Linked DNA regions of Sus scrofa: region 1 is linked to region 2. A link is a contact called in public Hi-C data. All regions are on one chromosome and are shown on one strand. Each heading gives the region's core, a stretch centred on a gene start, on an enhancer-like site or on the middle of the called end of the contact. The rest is flanking DNA. Distances are from core to core; before and after follow the strand shown.

What was found. A called contact is a pair of places that touch in the nucleus more often than the background predicts.
Region 1: a Hi-C map of embryonic fibroblasts shows a contact between it and region 2, with 3 times the contacts expected there. The contact joins the enhancer-like site here to the promoter of EDAR in region 2. A contact is called at or near these places in 11 of 47 Hi-C or Micro-C datasets (embryonic fibroblasts, fetal heart ventricle, fetal skeletal muscle and 7 more).

The regions. Positions count from the first base shown.
Region 1 is chr3:47,529,062-47,531,961 of Sscrofa11.1, forward strand. LOC100511376 (E3 SUMO-protein ligase RanBP2) reads right to left here. Exons shown (of 30, transcript XM_021087106.1): 30 at 2,301-2,900. Among named protein-coding and RNA genes, the nearest start is that of CCDC138, 60 kb to the left of the region's middle. Within about 2 kb of position 1,385, at least 39 of the 83 cell types and tissues checked have an H3K27ac peak or open chromatin away from gene starts, as enhancers often do. A contact at or near this core is called in embryonic fibroblasts, omental adipose tissue, retroperitoneal adipose tissue and 3 more, where this site is marked.
Region 2 is chr3:47,395,026-47,397,989 of Sscrofa11.1, forward strand. It overlaps EDAR (tumor necrosis factor receptor superfamily member EDAR), which reads left to right and starts at 1,278. Exons shown (of 12, transcript XM_021087105.1): 1 at 1,278-1,528.

The sequences.
Region 1 (2,900 bases), core at 135-2,634, 130 kb after region 2:
AGCACAGTAGAGACCGCTAAGGTCAGGCAACAAGGATCTCTTTCTGGGCTCCCGAACCTAAGACGGCAACATCACTTCATCCGTCTGTCTCCCGCAAGCAGACTTCCAGAAAACAGGCATCGAGCCTCCAATTTACAAGATGCTGTCATCCACCAGCGCACCGGATTCTGGGTCCGACGCTGGGCAGCAAGCCGAGCAGGTGCCTTTAACCTGTTCTAATGGCTAGGCACCCGAGCACCAGAGACGCCACGAGAATCTTCTCAGTGCCACCAGCAGAAAGCACAAGGAAGGACTAAGTTCAGAATCCAGCCTGCTTTCCGCCTCCCCGCGATATCCCGCCAGGCCTCCAACGTCCAACCCTTCCTTTCTCCCTTCGTGAATCTGAGACAGTAAACGCTGTGTAATAAACTCTCTTCGATGCAGTGAAGGAAAGAGCCAGAGCCTCCCCGCGAAGGCGCTGAGCCCTGCGGCCTGAGCGCCTCCCAGCCGCGCAGACCTACCTGGGGTGCGGGGAGGCCGCCTCCGACGCTCAGGACGCTCCGCACCGTCCGATCGCCGCCACCCCGGCTGAAAGAGAGCGCCAGCGCGGTGACCGGGTGCAGGCCCTCCCCGCCGGGTCCCCACACACCGCCCCCGCACAGCCGTCCCCGTTCCCGCCCAGTTCCCGCTGGGCTGTCCCGGTTCTCGCCCGGTCCCCGCACAACCGTCTCCGTTCCCGCCGGTCCCCGCACCGCCCGGTCCCCGCTCAGCTATCCCCGTTCCCACCCGGTTTCCGCCCTGTCCCCGCACGGACGTCTCCGCTCCCACAGGGTCCCCGCACAGCCGTTCCCGCTCCCGCCCGGTCCCCGCGCAGTGTCCCCGCCTCGGAGAACCGAATCTGCGCAGCGCCCCGTCCTGGATGCCCGACGCGCCAGCGGCGTCCGCGGTCAGAGGCACCAACGCGGATCCAGACCGCCGGGCGCCCGCACCTTTCCCCGCCGAACTGGCTCGAGCTCGCCGCTCTGGTCCGGGACCGAGGCGGTTCCGACCCGCATGCAAGTCACCGCGGGGAGCCCCTGGCACGCGTTCCCGCGGGGACGCGCACTGACCCTCTGGGGTGCGGTGCCCGCCAGGAGCCGCCCCCCGCGACGCGCCCACGCCTCGACCTGCAGACGCGGTCATAGGGGGATTCGCGCCGGCCGGTAGGCAGGGCGGGGCCTCACCTCGGCTGGGCAGCCGCTCGGAGGCCGTAACGGCTTTTGAGGCACTCCACCACCAGATCCTGCCCTGGTGGCTTCACCACCCTCGCCTCCAAAGCGGCGGCCGCCGTCGTCGGCCCCCACCCCCGCCGCCGGCAACGTCGTTCGGCTGGGCGGGCGCCGCGGACTTGCATACCGACGTGCCCCACGCCCCGCCCCCGACGCTGAGGCACGCCGTGGCTGCCGCCGTCTTCTTGTCAAAGGCGCTGTAGCCCGCGTAGCGAAATGTGCGTCTCACCGCGTAGTCGCTGGCGTCCGTTTGTGCTCTTGGGTCCAGAGGGTGTGATGCCTGTGGATCGAAGATCAGCCCTTCTTCCCTTTCTGCGCCCGGAGCACCTGGGCCGCATTCGGGCGGGGTCGGGCTGAGTCTCTGTCCCCACGTGTTGGCTCCTGACCGACAGGTCTGTGTCAAAGATGCTGCTGCCCATTGGAAACAGCTGTGAACAGCAATCCTAGAGAGTCGGTTTTGGTTAAAAGTATCCGTTTCCACATCTTTCAGTCCACAGTTGTAATGCTCAAGGTGCCACGGAAATCTGTTTACAGAGCGAGAAATCTCAGGTGTGCTTGCCTTTACTTGTAATTTCCCCTAAACCCGAGTCCCCGCTGAGAAGCAGGTTCAGCGCAGACGCGCACCCACATAAAAAACAGACACACGCATATAGATACTCAAACATACACACACTTGATTCTGAGGGTCAGCGCCGCCCACCAGCTCCAGGGAGGAGAACCTCAAGTGAGCCCACCCCACAGCCCCTCCCTACACAAATGAGGCGACCTCACTGGGAAAAACACAGGAAGGCAGATAGCAGCCACTGGCAGCGATTCTAAGTTGCAACCTGTGTGCTAACTTGTCCTGGCAGTGCTACACTGAGTAGTCAGATGAGTACATCTCCCCCTTGTGTCGAATTGTGACTCTAGCCGTTTCCAAGTTTTCAATGTCTACCCAACTTGAAAAGTCATGTCCTTGGGAACTCTGGAATTTACATGGCACTTTTGAGTTTACAGATCTCTAATTATCCTCATTTGATTCCAAAATGAACAAACAACTAGATGCACAATGAATTTTTTAAATGCCATGGCTGTTAACAATTGTCACTTTATTTTTGCTACAAAAATTCACCAGAAAAAGGTACTGCAACAATCTAGTATAAAGCAAATCTTTAACCAAAGAACATGGTATAGACCTTTTTAAAATATGCATACTTTATCACAATAACTGCAAGGAAAAATTCAAGTTCTCTCAGAACCAAGTGCAGTTTGAGGTAGCAGAAACAGATGACAAAGATTTTTTTCTAAAAATGTAAATAATCAACTTGTTTAAAATGTAAAAATTAATTTAATACCTTGGAAGCTTCATATCTTTTTTAAGGAAAGAAGTTACTTTGCTTAAAAGTTAATTTAACTATACAGGATGTGCAAGAATTTATAGAAGAGCACTTTGGTTAAGTTTCTACCCTCTGTGGCTCCATCCATTCACAAGTGAATCTCTATTCATAAATGAGCACACCAATAGTTAAAATTACAAAATATATTCCAAATCTAAAGGAAAAATTATCCAAGTCATGGTCCCTTTATTCAAACAGTAAGTATATTCATGCAGGAAGTCCAATATCATAAAAGGAATTAAAATTAAATTGCATATATATCCTTCAATAGTTTGAG
Region 2 (2,964 bases), core at 28-2,527:
CTTGATGGAAGCTTCTTCGAATTTTTTAAAAAGAGGAAAAACCTTTCTGGCCTCTACTACAGCACCATATTCTATGCCCATTCTAACATGTTCTCCTTTTTCCCTCTCTTTTGGCAATATCAATGTCATCTCTTTTTGGTAAATTTAAAGTCGCCATTAATTTCCAATAGAAACAAAAAGTTACACTGAAGATAATCTTTATCCTCAAACACACTTAACAAAAAGAACAGGCCCAAAAGTCAAAATTACGCACAAGAGAAATTCTAGATTAGTCCAGCGTACGTGGTTCTTATTTGCCTACCTAGGTTCCTAATTTAACAATTTTAGGAATTGTGATTTGTCACAAACCTTCAGTTTGGGCTCAGCATGGGCTGAATAAAGGTGCAAACCTTAACATTCAGGTTAAAATCCTCACTGAAACCTCCTCTGTCTGGACAGTCATCAAGGTGGTAGTAAGTTGGGAATCGGGGTTCTACTCGTAGGGGGTGGGAGGGCAGAGGAAAGTCTGTTCCCAGGACACTTACCTGTCCACACATTTCTGTCTGTTTCCCTCTAAACTGTTATTTGTCACATGTGAAGTAACCTACACGTATCTGGGTGGACAAGACCAGATGAAAGAGGAGGGGGTAGAAATTGAGCCTGGAGTTGCTTTGGGTGTATGGTTGTCTGGAGTTGTGTGGGGTGTATGGTTGTCTGGAGTTATAGGGAGTGTATGGTTGTCTGGAGTTCTATGGGGTGTATGGTTGTCTGGAGTTCTTTGGGGTGTTTGATTGTCTGGAGTTATAGGGGTATATAGGTATCTGATTTGTTGGGGTGCAGGGTGGTGTGTGGGGATGTTGGGGGAGGGAAGAGAAGTCAGTGCTGTGACTCACCCTGAAGGAGATCCGGGGAGGGGAGGGCAGGACCAGGCAGGAACAGGGAAAGGGATCACAGCTGAAAGGAGGAGCCAGCCCTGCCCATGGCCATCTCAGTGGGGGGTCCTTGAGTGCATACATTTTGATTAATGGTATTTTAATGCTAATTTAACTTTCTGGAGTTCCAGAGCCCAAAGGCTCTAGTTGTTCTGAAAGAAGCGAGACAACCACCCCCTCAAAAAAATCGAATTAATGCCTTTACTAATTCCATAGGGTATCTTTGAGCAGGAAGTCAGGGCCAGGTGCGTGGGGCGGCAGCAGAGGGGCCCACCTGTGCGGTTGCTGCGCGCAGTGCGGGGAGAAGCCTCTAGGTGGCGCAGGTGAGTCTGCTCAGAGGTTCTGGGACGCGTTTCCCAGCTCGCACCAAGGAGCAGTTAAGGGTGAGTCGGGGAGTCGAGGAGCCGGGGAGCGGAGGGGAGTTGGGAGCAGGCGAGAGGGGGCTGAAGCGGAGCGGAGCCTGGCCCAGGCAGCCCCACGGCTGCCGGCCGCGGCAGCACCTGACTCTGGGACACGGCCAGGAGGCCACCTGTGAACCCAGGAGCCCCAGGGAGCGGAAGCCTGGCTTTCTCCAGGGACACCCTCTGGGATTGGAAGCGAGCCTCCACCGGGGTCCGGTAAGCCTGGTCCTTTTCTTTCGGTTCCTAAAGTCTTTGGCTGTGGCTGAGACTGAGGTGTCACCGCCGGGAGACAGCCCGAGTGCATTTTTGAGATGCGTGTCATTTTTGGGTTGCGTTTGAACAAGCTTTCCTGGTTGCTGTACATCTGCGCTACTGGTTCTAAGACCTGAGATTGTTCCTTTGTTTTCAGAAAAACATCCGAAACCCCATTTTACTATTGGCTGTGCATTTGGCAAAGGAGCCAAACTGTGTGAACTTAACAGGCTTGAGATTTGGGCCCCTGAGACCCGTGGTCTCCAGGAGCCTGAAAGTGTGGTCTTGGGAAAGGCGAGCTGCAGCTGGGCTTGAACTGGGCTCTGAACCCGTGTCCCACCCGGGGTCCCTTGACCACCTTCCCAGGTGGTTCTGAATCAGGCCTGAGGCAGAGGTCGTGGCCTGTTTTGAAGTGGGGGCGGAGGAGAGTGAGAGGGTGGGGCTGCGTCTGGTGATTTCGGCTCTCACCTCCAGCCAGGAGTTTCCACTCAACCCTCTGACAGTTTAGGGGGAAGTTTGGGCTGACTCCCCATCATCCTGCTGTAGCTGCACCTGCTTGGTGGAAGCCAGAGGTGTTAGGACAGCCAGGACAGCAGATGAGGTAAAACAACAGAGTGACAGTTGAAACGATATGGGGTGGAGTGAGGAGCTACATTAGCAGAGCAGAAGCCACCCCCCCCAACCCCCGACCCAGAAGGAGGTGAGGCTGAAGGAAGTGAGGGTGAGGAGGGGGCACAGGCCCCCCAGCTCTGTGGTACTGAATCCATATTTTGAGATGCTCTCCAACCCAGAGTGAAACCACAGCTAAATCAAAATATTAAAGAGGTAAAAATCCATAATGAACTAACGGAAAAGGGGGATCAATTCAAATAAGTGAACTATTTCCCACCCAATTTGGTGCCCTGAGATTCTAAGTCATCACCACTTAAAACCTTCCCCCAAGGGAGCCAGGCGAATTTTGTGACAGCACTTTTGGAAGGTAATTCTGGAAGCACATGTCTTTGAGACGAAAGGGTAAATAAAATTTCCCTGAAATGTTTGATTTTCATTTTCTGGCCACGATCCAGTTTCTAAAAGTAAACAAAGTTTTCATTCTGTGAAAGATGCGTATTTGTGCAGTGCAGAGGTGTGGGGCTCACCCTCCTCCTGGGTGTCACTGTGTCCCCTGAAGCACCTGCCCTGCTCACACCTGCCCTGCTCACACCAGGACTGACCCCCACTTCGCAGGGTGCACTTCCCACACTGACTTTTAACCGGGAAGCATCTCCCTATCAAAATTCCTTAGGTCCCAAAGACCACATGAAAGCCAGGTCACCTGAGTCTTCTTTCTGGGTCCAGGTGAATGACTTTTGTGGTTTCCAAAAAAATGAAATACATTCTCAAGGAAATGCCCAGGAGCC